3 separate regions of the Sus scrofa genome follow, and regions 1 and 2 are each linked to region 3. Evidence: chromatin contacts called from public HiChIP or PLAC-seq data. All regions are on one chromosome and are shown on one strand. The core of a region is the stretch at or near the end of the contact, and the rest is flanking DNA. Distances in the headings are between cores, read along the strand shown. Region 1 overlaps MAPKAPK3 (mitogen-activated protein kinase-activated protein kinase 3). Region 2 overlaps LOC106505607 (a long non-coding RNA gene). Region 3 overlaps RBM15B (putative RNA-binding protein 15B).

Region 1 (4,489 bases), core at 1,632-4,131, 550 kb after region 3:
GTGTGACTCAAGAGCTGCTGCCCTGTGGGATGAAAGAAAGGGGAACATGAAAGGCAGACAGGGAGGAGCTGGAGGCCAAGACACAGGGCTCAGGGTCTGAGGAAGTTTAGGGCTGAACCACAGCATTAGAGGGAGAAGCCCAGGGTGGCCAGTGGCTCCTAGTTCTACGTCCTGATCACCCAGCATCTGGTGGGGCCCTACGGAGAAAGCTGAGGGTTTGTGTATGTCCCATTCTTTCCCAAATCTGCCCCCGACCCACATTCAGGGCTTGGCGGCCTTCTCTGACAGCTCTTCCTCCCAGAGTAGAAATCGCACCCAGGGAAGCCATATAGGAACCCACCCCTGTGATTTCCTTCCCACACTTGTAGGAATGCCCTTGTGGCCAGCTACAGAGACCCACTCCCACCAGGAGCCGGGGTACCTCCTGGCTGCTATCTAAAGAATAGAGAGGGTCTCCAAGGAATGGCTGGAGCCCAGGGGCCACAGGGGTACCAATGAGGCACTGAGGCAGCATACCATTCCATGACGATGAGGAGACAGCGTTTGTTGTGATGCATGTTCTCATACACATCCAGGATGCTCACAATGTGGGGGCCGCCGGAGGCCTGCCAATGGTGGTCCACCTCCTGCCGGGCCTTGGGGCTGTCGTATAGGAGCTGAGGGCGGGTAGGCACAGAAAGTGTCAGGCCCAAAACCCACTTCCCCAGTAGCCACCTAAATAGTGCCACTACCCTCACTTTGCAGACAAGGACATGTAAATTCAGAGAAGCCTATGACCCTCCTAAGGTCACCCAGCTTGTGAAGGGCAAAATGAGAATCCAGCTTGTCCTGATTTGTGATCCAACGAACCTCTGGACTTGATTGAGGGTCAGCTTCAAGCAGCTTGGCTGGTAGCTCGGGAAGGCCCAGGAGGTGGCTGAAAGCTTGGATGGGCTCAGAGGCCAGAGATGCCCCTCCCTCCCTTCCTGGGAGCAGCGAGTGAAGTGAAAATTGAGTGGGTTTTATAGTCAAATCACACAGCATCTGTGAGACCCCAGGCCAGGAGTCGCACATCCCCTGAACCTCATTTTTGCTGTGGGATGGCACAAGAGTTGTGGGCCCAGAGGCATTATCTGGGGGCAGAGAGGATCCTGCTTAAGGGAGGGAGGTAACTGCCTGGTGGGGTGAGCTCTGAACTTGGGCCTAAATTCCACCAGTGACTCAGTGTTACCTCAGGCAAACATTCACAGCTCCAAGCCACAGCCCACAACTCCGTAAAATGAAGTAGTAACAGAGTCATCCCCACAGGATGCATCACAGCAAGGCAGGCAGCAGGTAGGCGAGCGGCAGGATCCTTGCTCAGGTTAACTTAGCTCTGGGCTGTGGCTGCCAAACTTAAGGCCAATCACCGGAAATGAGCAAGACCCTGAAGAGGTCCTGCTCAGAGGAGGTGTAGGAGGTGGAGAAGTCAGACTGCAGGGGGAGGTGGCCCAGTAAGGGGAGAGCAGGGAGAAGCCATGCCCCTTAGGGCTGCTCACATATGCTTCCTACTTGAGCAGGGCTGAGGACCAGGGATGGAACCCAAAATAGCTCAGATCAGCTCCATCTTGCTCAGTACCTGCAGGACCCTAGGCCACCTCTGGCCTTGGTTTCATCCTCTGCAGCATGGCTTCCCCTCCTCCAGGGCACTGTGTGGGGTAGGCTCAAGGATCAAACTCTCTAGGCACAGATCAACTAGGGCAGAGAGGAAGGTAGTGGGTTCTCACATCTGCTGCCCCTTGGCTTTCTATCTCTGAAGCTGTTCACCTTGACCCTAGCCTGGAATGCAAGGAGCTGGGCAAGCCCCTCCTCCAGCTCCAGGGTCCCTGCTCCACTAACCAGTTCAGAATGGGGTTGTAAAGGGGGCTGGCTGTAGATAGACACTCCCAGCCTCAAAAACATGGATCTCTTGCTCATGCTGCCTTTGTCCCCCAGGACACCCCTCTGTTCCCTGCCTTGTGATTTGACTACACAGCTCCTGAGAACCAGCTTCTTACTTAACAGCAGTACTGGGGGCAGAGGTTCAGTCACTTCCACTCAGCACACCAGCTCCCCCCAACTGTGTCCTGAAGTGGCACTAGTCAGCGGTGCCTCAGGCTTTAGCCACAGGACCAAAGATATGCCATTCTCTCTTCCTGCTCTATTCTCTCTGAACCCCTTCACTGCTGGGCCTCCTAACCCTTCTCCCTGACCACCTTCCCTGGCCGGACCTGACTGTGTCTTCTCAGGGGCCCCAGCTCCTTGACACCTTCCTCACTCTGCCCTACTTCTGGCACCCGACCCCTTTACCAGGTCTCTCTCTTCTTTCCTAAAATCCCAGGATCACTACTGGAATGTTTTCAATGGGGTCCTCAGCCCCACCTTGCTCTCTGGCCTTTCTCTACCTATTTCCCAAGGCCTCTCTTTAAATTCCCAGACATAGGAAGCTCCTGCTGTGGCTTAGTGGGTTAAGAACCTGACATAATGTCCCTGAGGATGAGGTTTGACTCCTGGCCTTGTTCAGTGGGTTAAGGATCCGGCATTACCATGAACTGTGGTGTAAGTCGCAGACCCAGCTCAGAACTGGTGTTGCTGTGGCTGTGTAGCTCCAATTCAACCCCTAACCTGGGAACTTCTGTATGTCGCACATGTGGCCCTAAAAAGCAAAAACAACAACAACAACAAAAACAGTCCTAGTCCTCCAAGTAAGAGTATGTCTACCTCCTCTCCTGGCATTCAGGCCATTCCTTCCTCTTCCAGACCACTTCCTGCTACCCTGACCCCAGAACACTTTCAGTTCTGGTCAGAATGATGTATGTTCTGGTCCCAAACAGGTCTCACCCTCTGTCCACTCCATGTGCACTCTCACTCCATCTCGTTCCTCCTTTTTGAGGAACCTTCTGGGCTCAGTCAGATGTAGCTCCTCTGGAAAGTTCTCCTAGCACTTCCCCTAATGGGTTTTGTCTCTGAACCTCCCACCAAGCTGGAAGCAGCTTGAAAACAGAGGTAGGTCAGTTTAACCTGGGAGTTCCTGGCTGAGGCCTGGCAGGAAACACTGGGCTCCTAAACAAATAAAGGATGGGATGATGAGCATGGGGCTGGAAGGAGACAGGGGGTATGAGAGGGAAAGGAGAAAGGAGGTGGATGGCTGAGGAAAGACCCAAGAGCCTCATGGCCTGGGCCTGTACCCTGTGCTTTGCTTGGGTGGAGAAGCAGGTGGAGCTGCCCTGAGTTGGAGTCTCTCAATGCCTCCCACCCTGCTCACTCCATATTTAGGAACCCATTTCCTACACAGATTAAAATAGTGCCTAGGCCTATTTTAATTCCTTCCCTAAGTGCCAAGGCCCTGAGAACAGACACAGAGGCAGGGAGAGAGCTGTCTGAAGAAAATGTAATAAATGCCCCCAGGCCTCTCTACAAGGGGATTACAGGGGCCCAAGCCCTGCACCTGGCCCCATCCAGGGCCCGCTGCCAAGAATTCTCCTGGGCTGTCACTCTTGGTCTCTTGGGTTGACCTTGAATGTAGGCCCAAACCCCTTAGATCCTCAGTATTCTCATCTTTCTTCCCCATAGCCAGAGCCTCTTCCTCTTCCAGGAGTCCCAGTGTCATCTCTTCTCAGAAGCCTTCCCTGACCACTCTGTCTGAAGAGGACCTCAAAGGTCTCTTATTCTCCTTTCAGCCTTTCTTTTTCTTTTTTTCTATATATGCTTGTCTATTGAAGTATACTCTACATAAAATCAAGTGTACTTTACCTACACAAGTCTCAAGAGTCTGGTTCAAGGAATTTTGACAACTGTGCACACCTTGTGACCCATACCCCATCAAGACAAAAACATTGCCAGCTCCCCAGAAAGCGCCCACGTCATCGCCCCTTCTACCTCTCTCCTGTGCAGCACTTGGTCATGACCTACAATTAGCTTGTTCCTTTGATAACTCTTTAAACAAACACATCCATGAGGATATTGCACTTTCAATGTGCCTGGCTCTGTTCTGAGCACTGTAAGTATCACCACCATTCCTTAGCTGAGAAATTGAGGCACAGAGAAGGGAAGTGACTGGCCACAGATCAGGTGGCCATTTCCCCAGTCAGGCCAGCATGATGCTGCCTCCCACATCAGACTGTGGGCCCACAAGGGCAGGGCCAGTCTGCCTGGTCACCCGTGGGCTCCGGTACCAGCACAGAGCACTGGCTCAGATAATATTTGCGGGCTTAATGAACAAATCTATTAAGTGAAGGTAAAGGGAAGAAACCCTCACAACCCATCATGAGGACAGAATAAGATTAAATTGAGGAGGACTCAAGAAGGCTCAGCAAATGAGACATGACAACATGGCCAAACTTGCTCCCTGCTGTATCTCACACCCTTTCTCTGGTGAACTGGACTTTACCTCCTCTTCTAAGAAGCCCCTCTTGACTACTTCAGCCCACCAGACCATTGCTACAAGAGGTTCATTATCCTTCATAAAAGGTGTCCCCAAGCAAAAGCCCCA
Region 2 (4,006 bases), core at 1,312-3,811, 590 kb after region 3:
CCATTCTTTCCCTCCAAATAGCCCTCCACGCAGTGTCATTCATCCTGAAATGTCCTTCTTCCTCTTACCCTTCAAAGTCCAAATCATATGCTTCTTTTCTGAGAAGTCTTCCTTAACTTTTCCACCATTTATTCATGCCTCTGTTGGGCACCCACTGCACCCTTGGGAATCTCCCTGGAGCTTGAGTTTTCCCAGGTCTCTCCAGCCTGGGGAGGAGAAAACATATTTCCATAAAAGATTCACAACAACCATTCTTTGGCTAAAATTCTCTCTCTCTCTCTCTTTGTCACACACACACACACACACACACACACACACACACACACACACACACACACACAGACATACAGACACACACACACACATCATACTCCCGTGAGGATGTCTTTGAAGAGGCAAATTAGCCAAATGAAAAGAACCCAGGTAGGGTTCAAAGTTCAGCCCTTCCAAAAATACCCTGGGATCTCAAACAAATAGTTTAAGGTCTTGGAGTCTCAGTTTCCCTATCTGTCCACCAGAGAGAGTGGTAGTGGCCAACTACAGGGAGGTTAGAAAGTGGCCATGCCTGGCTTTGGGAGAATACAGGGTAAGTAGAAACTGATGCTCACTGTGAACAGGAGGAGACGGGGAAGGCCCAAAGCAGGAGGAGCGTTTTTGTGTGGCCAAAGCTTTATGCTCAATGGAAAGACAGTTGCTTCCACCACTCAGACCTGGTTGAAGCAGGCAGTGCCGTGAGTGTAAGAAATGGCCTCTGACGGCTGAAGGAACTTGGGGGGGCCATGGCACCCCCAGGCAGTCCTCTAGGACTATTCCACTGCGCAGCCTTCACTAGGGAGACCCCACTCTGAGGTGTGGATGGAGGGGGAGTGGAATCCAGCAAATGCTCCTCAGGTATAGCCCTATTCCAGGGACTCTCTCCACACCCAGCACTGATGCTGATGAGCCAGACTGGCCTTTCCTGTCACCAGACCCAGGCTCCTCCTCCATCAGAGGTGAAGATTTCATTCATAGTCTGGATTGGGCCAAAGCTTTGTTTTTTCTTCCTTTTTTTTTTTTTTTTGCTTTTTTAGGGCTGCACCAGGGACATATGGAAGTTCCCAGGCCAGGGGTTGAATCAGAGCTGTAGCTGAGGCCTACAAAACAACCACAGAAACATCAGCTCCAAGGTACATCTGTGACCTATGCCACTGTTTGCGGCAATGCCAGATCCTTAACCCCACTGAGTAAGGCCAGGGATTGAACCCACATCCTCAGGGACACTATACCAGGTCCTTAACCCACTGAGGCACAATGGAAACTCCCAAAGCTTTGTCCTTAAAAGTTCCTCTCACCCCTCAGTCTTCTCCCAAGAAGCACTTCTCCCTCCCCACCCCTCCAGCTCTACTTCTGAGCAACAGCTCTGTGCATGTGTGTGCGTGTGTGTGTGTGTGTGTGTGTGTGTGTGTTGACCTTTCCACTTGGCCAACATTCCTTTGTTTTTCTCAGCTCCTTCGGGTAGATGGCCATGGTAAGAGGAGCCATTAGGAGAGCGGGTTCTCAAGAAGCCTTTTTTCCAAAGCCCAAGGAGACACTGGAAAATGAAGGTTTATCCAGAGGCAGATGGGTTCCCAGGGCACTGAGAGGAGTGTGGGTAAGAGACAAATAGAGCTCTTAACTCCAGTGTGCATGCCTGTTGGGACTGGCCTCTGGGCATCCTTGCAAGGTCTAGTGGGCAGGCTGAGCTTAGACAGGCAAAGCTGTGTGACAGTGGCCAGGTTGCTCTATATCCCTGAGCCATACATGTCTCAAAGTAGACCAAAGCCCTGGGTTTGCTTTCAGTGTGATCAGCTCATGCTCACTCTATCCCAGAGGTGCCCAGACTGGGTCTCTATAGCCCTTTTTCTCTTCACTCAGAGCCAGCAGGTGGGGGAGGGCTGTGAGCTTTGGGGAAGTAGCACCTGCTCTCAGGACCTTGACAATCACACCCTTGCTCCTCTGGGTCTCAGCGGATGAACTGGGGTGTGCTAGGTTCCAGGAGGATCCCTGGGCCTCGGGGAGGGCAGAGAATTAGAGGGCAGAGAAGGTGTGGCATGGGCACACCCCTACCCCCACCCCGGGTGAGGTGTTTTCATGAGAATCAGCAGCTGTGGCTGGAGGCCTCTTCCCAGGAAGAAAGAGCACAGCGCCTCTTCCAAGAACTCGGAGGAGGCCTGCAGGCAGGGGGAGGGGAGCGGGGGAGTTAATTTTAAACCAAACAGCCTTCAACGCTTCTCAGGAACTGGTTGCTCAATGTGATCTGGCAGGTCCCAGGCGGGTAGGCAGGCCTGGCGCCAGCTCAGAGGGGGTGGGGGTGGCGGACACACCCCAGGGGGGAGGCCCAGTGACCCTGAGGGAAGTGGGGCCCTGTCCTTGCCCATGAATCAGGGCCTGTCACCCCCAACCCCCACCTACCCAACCTGAGGGTATGGGGTGGGGTAATTTCCTGTCAGGCAAAGTGAAATTATAACAAGATTAATAATACAGTGTCATGTCCTTCCAAGGACTGACTGTCCCATGCCCCTTTCCCTGCTTAGAAACTGCCACTCCCATTCCCTGGCCTGTACCTCTGGAGGTTATCTGATAAAAGCCTGCTCTGAGGCCAGAGTAAGGCTTGTGCCATTTGCCTATAAGATGGGATCTTTGGGTGGGGGTTGAGGGATGGAGGGTGGAGTATAGCAAGCTGAGCCCAAGTTCTGGACCTGAGGAGTGAGCCTCTTGTGTGTGCTAGGAGGCTCTGAGATGAAGGTTCTCATTGGGCCTACCCCACCCCCATCGCTGACTGGAGTCAAAGCGCCTTCACACACACTGACCTCCTGCCCCCACCTTGGTGTGGCCACCCCCTCGCTCTGGCCTCGGCCTCCGAATGTCTGGACCCTACAGAGGCCCCGCCCAGGGCACCCCCTCCTTCACTCCCTCCACCCGCTGCCCAATGAGACTCCAGCAGCCTGGGTAGGGCCAGGCCAATGTTCTAGGAAAGGATCCTGAGTGAACGCTGCCAAGAGCCACAGTTCTTGGAATCAGCTCTGCAGAGCAAAGGGACGATTCCTGGAACCTGCTGGGCACTCCAGGGAGAGAGGCTCAGAGGACAGGGCAGTGACCTAGGTGAGGGGGAGGGGATGCAGAGGCCTCAGCTTCCCTCCAGGAAGCACTCCCTGCCTGCAGGTACCTCCTTAGACTCCCCTATCTCTGCACTGCCTCTGCAGGACCCCTCAAAAGAGGACCAGGACAGGCCCAGGTCTGGCACAGCTTTGGCAGTACCCAGTGTTCAGCCCAGGGATAGGCACAGAGTGGACAACTATAGGGAAAAAAGGGGTCATGCATGCCTGGGAGGAAGGACAGTGTGTGTGGAGGGGGGCACAGGAGAAAGTGGGATGTTAGGTGCAACTGTGCTGCCCAGGTTGGTGAGCAGCCAGGGGTATGAAGGCCTAAGAGGGATGAGGAGGGAGGGCAAAGCAGGATCAGCAGAGCCAGGCCCTGCTCATTGAGTCCCTTGCTGATGAACAGGCAACGTCTGGCCAGGATTTCTGTCTCTCCTTCAGGCCAGTCTTTTCCTACAGGGTCTTTCCCCTCAGATCTCTATCCCACAGTTGGGTACAGAACCCAGCTCTGGTGTTAAGCCAGCTGGGATGGTCCTAGCACTGATGCCCAGCTGTGGAGTCATGAGCACACATCTGGTCTGTTGGAGCCTCAGTTTCCCTACTTAGAGAATAAAAAGAGAAATTCCTGTCATGGCTCAGTGATTAGCAAATCCGACTAGGAACCATGAGGTGGCGGATTCAATCCCTGGCCTTGCTCAGTGGGTTAAGGATCTGGTGCTGCCGTGAGCTGTGGTGTAGGCTGGCAGCTGTAGCTCTGATTGGACCCCTAAGCTGGAAACCTCCATATGCCTCAGGTGTGGCCCTAAAAAGACAAAAGCCCCCCCCCACCAAAAAAAAAGAGAGAGAGAATTAAAAAGAGAAGCTACAGAGCCCCCAGGAAGACCATAGCA
Region 3 (4,330 bases), core at 558-3,057:
ACATGTCTCTGGGGTTATTTCACAATATATTTTCTTTGTATAATGTTCTTTACTTAAAGAACAAGAAATAGTTTTTTATAAAACTTAAAAAGAAAAAAAAAAGGCATTTATAACTGAGGGTATGAACTTATATCCACCAGGTCTCTTGTCCCGGCACTTCATTTTCTATGGAAGAAAATGATGTCTAAAGAACAATATAGAGGCATTTTTACATACGTATTTAAATGAAAAGGAAAATCGTGGTTTCTTAAATTGATAAGGATTAAGAATATTTTATTATAAATATAATATATGATTTTTTAACCCATTTTGTTGCCTCATATGCTGTCAAGTTAATTTGTTTTCCTTCATGCCAGAGGTGGGGGGAGGAAGACACTGCTTGTTTGCTGAGTAAATGCCTAGGTTCACCCACCTTCATGGTTTGGGGGCAGCAAGGTCATTGTGGATATTGGTTTTGTGGAGTTGAGGGAACTTAGGATATAAGTTCACTCCCTCTATTTTTCTTTGTGATTCAGTTTTTCAAAAATCTGTTTTTCTTCCCTTTCTCCCCAATGTGGAAATTACAAATCAAAGGCCTTTTTCTTTAATGTAAAGTGTATTTATTTAAAAAAAATACAAAATAAACTACAAGTCTGTCTTCGTTTGTTTATGGCCTTTCCCTGTTCTTTTTTTTTTTACCAAAGTAGGGTCTGTCCCTTTCCTTTCAGCTCTAGCCAGGCAACAAAGAAGACGCCTTCCAAGAGAGGCAGTCCAGGATGGGAGAAGAACACCGTCTGCCCAAATAAAGCACTCTGAGGCGAAAAGCAGCTTAGGCACAGCGTCCAGCCCTGGACTGCCTCCTGCCCCCAGAGGACTGGGCAGGGGGCGGAGGGGTCACTCAGGGCACTGTCCACTGGCCACACCTCTCTTTCCTAGGTTCTGAAGCAAGAAGGCAGCTCCAGAGTAGAGATTTGGTGGAGCTGGAGAGTTAGGGGTCCTGGGACGTTTTGGAGTAGTGAGCTGGCAAAGCTAAGGAGTGAAAGCATTTTGGCCATCCCCATAGTTGGGTGACTCTCGTGACCTTTTTTAAGGGAGTACAACAGTAGACCCAGGCAGTTCTTCAGTTTTGGTGGTTTAGGGGCATCTGGAGCTTGGTCAGGCTGGGTTTGCAGGTCTTTCACAGGCCTCTAAAACTGGCCTGTGATTAAACTGTGCTACCAACAGGAAAAGTACCGGGTGCTCTTACCTTTTCACTCACCCCGCCCCACTCCGCCCCCTTCTAGGAGACCCCTAGGCTCTCTCTTCCTTTGGGTTCACAGGGTTTCTATCCTAGAGTTATTTATAGCTTAAGAGACTTTTCCCCCTTTACTGAGAAAAGTGGACAAATGTGAAGTAAACAAGCAAGACAAGACAGCTAAAACTCACCAGGGGCCGGTAAAGCCCTGCTGGGCTTCGGAGCACCATACAGGTCATCACACACATGAAGTAGGCCCGTGTCACACAGGCACCTCTTGGTCCTCTAGAGAGCAGAGGTCTCAGCTCTTACATTGCTTCATGCCTCAGCTTAAACACGTTGCTAACACCTAACCCGTGGAATATCTGACTGCTGATACACTAGAAGAAAACAGGTTAAAGTCAAGCAGTACTAAAAGCATTGTATTCTAATTATTAACTCAAGCAAGCCACTGTCTCCCTGAACTCTGCCAGCTGCTCCTGGGAGCACTGCAGGTCTCTCAGGTGGAGATGGGGACCTCTAATAGGAAGCAGAATCCTGGTTGACTTGACAACACACCCTTAGGGAAGTGCCCGAAGAGGTTACGGAAACATCAGCCCTTTCTTACTCTGCCAGGGCTCAGAATCTGAGTCACTGAGGAAGAAACATGTAGAACAGTAGCAAACCACCAGTGGGACAAATTTTGCCTTTAAGCCACATCTCAGCTAGGACCTGAACCCCCGGAGGCGGCACTGGATGCCTGCAGCCACATCATTCTCTCTCGGGGGCAGCAGCACCATCACCCAGCCAGGGCCTTGACCACGCGACCTACCCTTGCTGGTGCTGGCCAAGGCCGTTCTGAGAGACTGTTACAGAATCTGCTGTGTCTTAAGAGCAGAAGAAAGGAGTTGAGAAGAGGGTCCAGGGAAGAGGAGGATGGTCAGACAGCGGGGTGTGGTTCTTCGCCAAAACAGTCATTCATTCTGGGGCTGGAGAGCACCTATCCCTGAAGAACGGTGAATAAAGCAAGGGTTTAAGTGTCTTCTCCAACCAGGTTACCCAGCAGGTTTCTGTCTAGACAGGCTGGGAGGCATAGTACTCTGGGGCCCAAGCACCCACTCTATAAAGGAAGAGCCCAGAAAAGTTTGGGGCTTAAACAGAGCTTGGCAGCTCTGGCCAGTGACCCAGACATTTGGTAGTGTGCCTTCACCTCTGCCTCATCTGCTCTACACAAGATGAGGCCCACTCCTGCTTCTGGTGGTGCCAATGCCTGGAATGGTGCAGCTGCGGCCTGTGCCCTGCACTGCTTTGCTCAGATACCTGGCAGTGGTGACCAAAGCTCAAGTACAAACAGACAAGCACATCTAACACTTCCCTGTGTTAAATGTTCTGTTAGGAACATGCTTGTTCTCTCATGAGCATCAGCTGAAGCCCAAGGAGTACTTCCCAGGCCCCTTCCTTTTCCTGCTTCAATTATTAAGGTCTGGAAAAGTCACCTCTTTCATTGTCCTGTGGAAAGGTACATATCCTCCATGAATGCACACTGAGGCCCTGCCTCTACCTTACAAACTCTCAAAACATCCCAGCTGTCACCCGTGCTGCCTCGTGCCAGCCAGGGTGGTGGACCAGACCCAGAGAGGACGGCAGGACCAACAGAACCCAGAGCTCCTGGTCACTTGGGACTCATTTCCTTTACTGGAGCTCCTGCTCTCCTTCAACCTTGACTGTGAACAAGTTGGAACATCTTTTGGAACATCTCAACTGCCACAAACATTCTGGAAAATGGTGTTTGAGCTATGTTCTCTTGTGACAATTGTTGTGTGACTGATTTCCCTCTCTGGTCCCTGACACTGCTGGCTTTATCGGCCAATGCTGGTCATACCCTCAGCAGAGACAAGTGGCCAAAGAACGTGAGACTTCTCTGAAACCATTTCTCCCTCCCAGCTTGAGGATGCCTCCACATTCCTCCCCAGCTCAGCCTGAATGGCTTTGAGCTCTGGCACTGCCCAACACCTCGGCAACTGTGACACTTCCCCACAGAAGCACCTATCTTCCAGGGGTCCCCACCTCCTCAGTATCAGGGCAAGAGGCCAAGGCATGCGTTCCCACCTTGAACCTGGCAAAGTTACGACAGTTAACAAGAGCATCTTCCTATAGCCCACAGGACTCCCTCAAAAACTCTTCAGGCCAGCAATTCAGTGTTCTCACAAAGCTCCAGTGACTGCGCAGAAGCCCAGTCCATTGACACATCAGCCCCAAACAGCTGAAGGAAAAACCAGAATTCACAAACACCAGGAAAAGTTCAAGAATTAACCCATGAAAGCTGCCGCCTACTCTCCATTCCAGCAAGTGGCTTCCAATGTGCCTGGGAGTCCGAGGCAGCTGTCTCCAATTGGGTATCCCCGGGCTGCTGCATTAAGGCTAGAAGGGAGGCTGAACAAGAGAAGGAGGTGGCGCAGATCCATGGCACCCAAGACCCCTTGGCATTAATATTGCACTGCTCCTCCCATGACAAGACCACGCAACTGCTAAAGACTACCTGCTTTCAAAAAGGCCTAAAGATGGGTGCTTTGTAGCTACAGCTCAAACTGATGGATACACACACATTGTTTAGGACAGGGAAACAAAAGCTAAAAACTACCACAGCCGCAGGCTACCCTTCAGACTCAAACCCTTCCCGTGCATGAGCTCTGCGCTGGTCGGCATGGACTGGGTACAAAATGAAACCCATCTGCTCTCAGCCAAGATAAAAAACAAATGCAGATGTAGTCCAGCGCCCAAAGAGCTGAGGAGCTGAGAGCCACCAATGCAGGAGGACTGAGATACACCATTGGTGCAAAGATGATGAAGGGCCTTTGTGTGCATGGAGCAGGGAAGTTTTCCATTCTTTGGGGGGAAAAACAAAACAAAACAAAACAAAACCCTGTGATTAAACCAGGATTCTGAGCAGAATTAAAAATCCATCCTCTGACAAAGTATTTACTGACAACTTTCCATACAGTTAGTCAAAAAATAATACAGAACACAGCAGACAGTATTTCATACACTAGAAACCAACATGACAGGAGTCCCTTCTCATCACTGTAAAAAAAGGAAAAAACCCCCAAACCTAAGAACTTAGTTCTGGCGGAGGACAGG

What was found. HiChIP or PLAC-seq counts read pairs in DNA pulled down with a chosen protein or histone mark.
Region 1: a contact with region 3 is called in an H3K27ac HiChIP or PLAC-seq map of alveolar macrophages. The contact joins two enhancer-like sites.
Region 2: an H3K27ac HiChIP or PLAC-seq map of alveolar macrophages shows a contact between it and region 3. The contact joins two enhancer-like sites.

The regions. Positions count from the first base shown.
Region 1 is chr13:33,113,418-33,117,906 of Sscrofa11.1, reverse strand. It overlaps MAPKAPK3 (mitogen-activated protein kinase-activated protein kinase 3), which reads right to left. Exons shown (of 11, transcript NM_001143717.1): 3 at 517-656. Among named protein-coding and RNA genes, the nearest start is that of MAPKAPK3, 18 kb to the right of the region's middle. Within about 2 kb of position 2,881, at least 14 of the 83 cell types and tissues checked have an H3K27ac peak or open chromatin away from gene starts, as enhancers often do. A contact at or near this core is called in alveolar macrophages, where this site is marked.
Region 2 is chr13:33,075,971-33,079,976 of Sscrofa11.1, reverse strand. LOC106505607 (a long non-coding RNA gene) reads right to left here. Exons shown (of 5, transcript XR_002337535.1): 4 at 1-206. Among named protein-coding and RNA genes, the nearest start is that of CISH, 13 kb to the left of the region's middle. Within about 2 kb of position 2,561, at least 53 of the 83 cell types and tissues checked have an H3K27ac peak or open chromatin away from gene starts, as enhancers often do. A contact at or near this core is called in alveolar macrophages, where this site is marked.
Region 3 is chr13:33,667,293-33,671,622 of Sscrofa11.1, reverse strand. RBM15B (putative RNA-binding protein 15B) reads right to left here. Exons shown (of 1, transcript XM_003132238.4): 1 at 576-4,330. DCAF1 (protein VPRBP) reads left to right here. Exons shown (of 24, transcript XR_002337541.1): 24 at 1-647. Among named protein-coding and RNA genes, the nearest start is that of RBM15B, 5.1 kb to the right of the region's middle. Within about 2 kb of position 1,807, at least 2 of the 83 cell types and tissues checked have an H3K27ac peak or open chromatin away from gene starts, as enhancers often do. A contact at or near this core is called in alveolar macrophages, where this site is marked.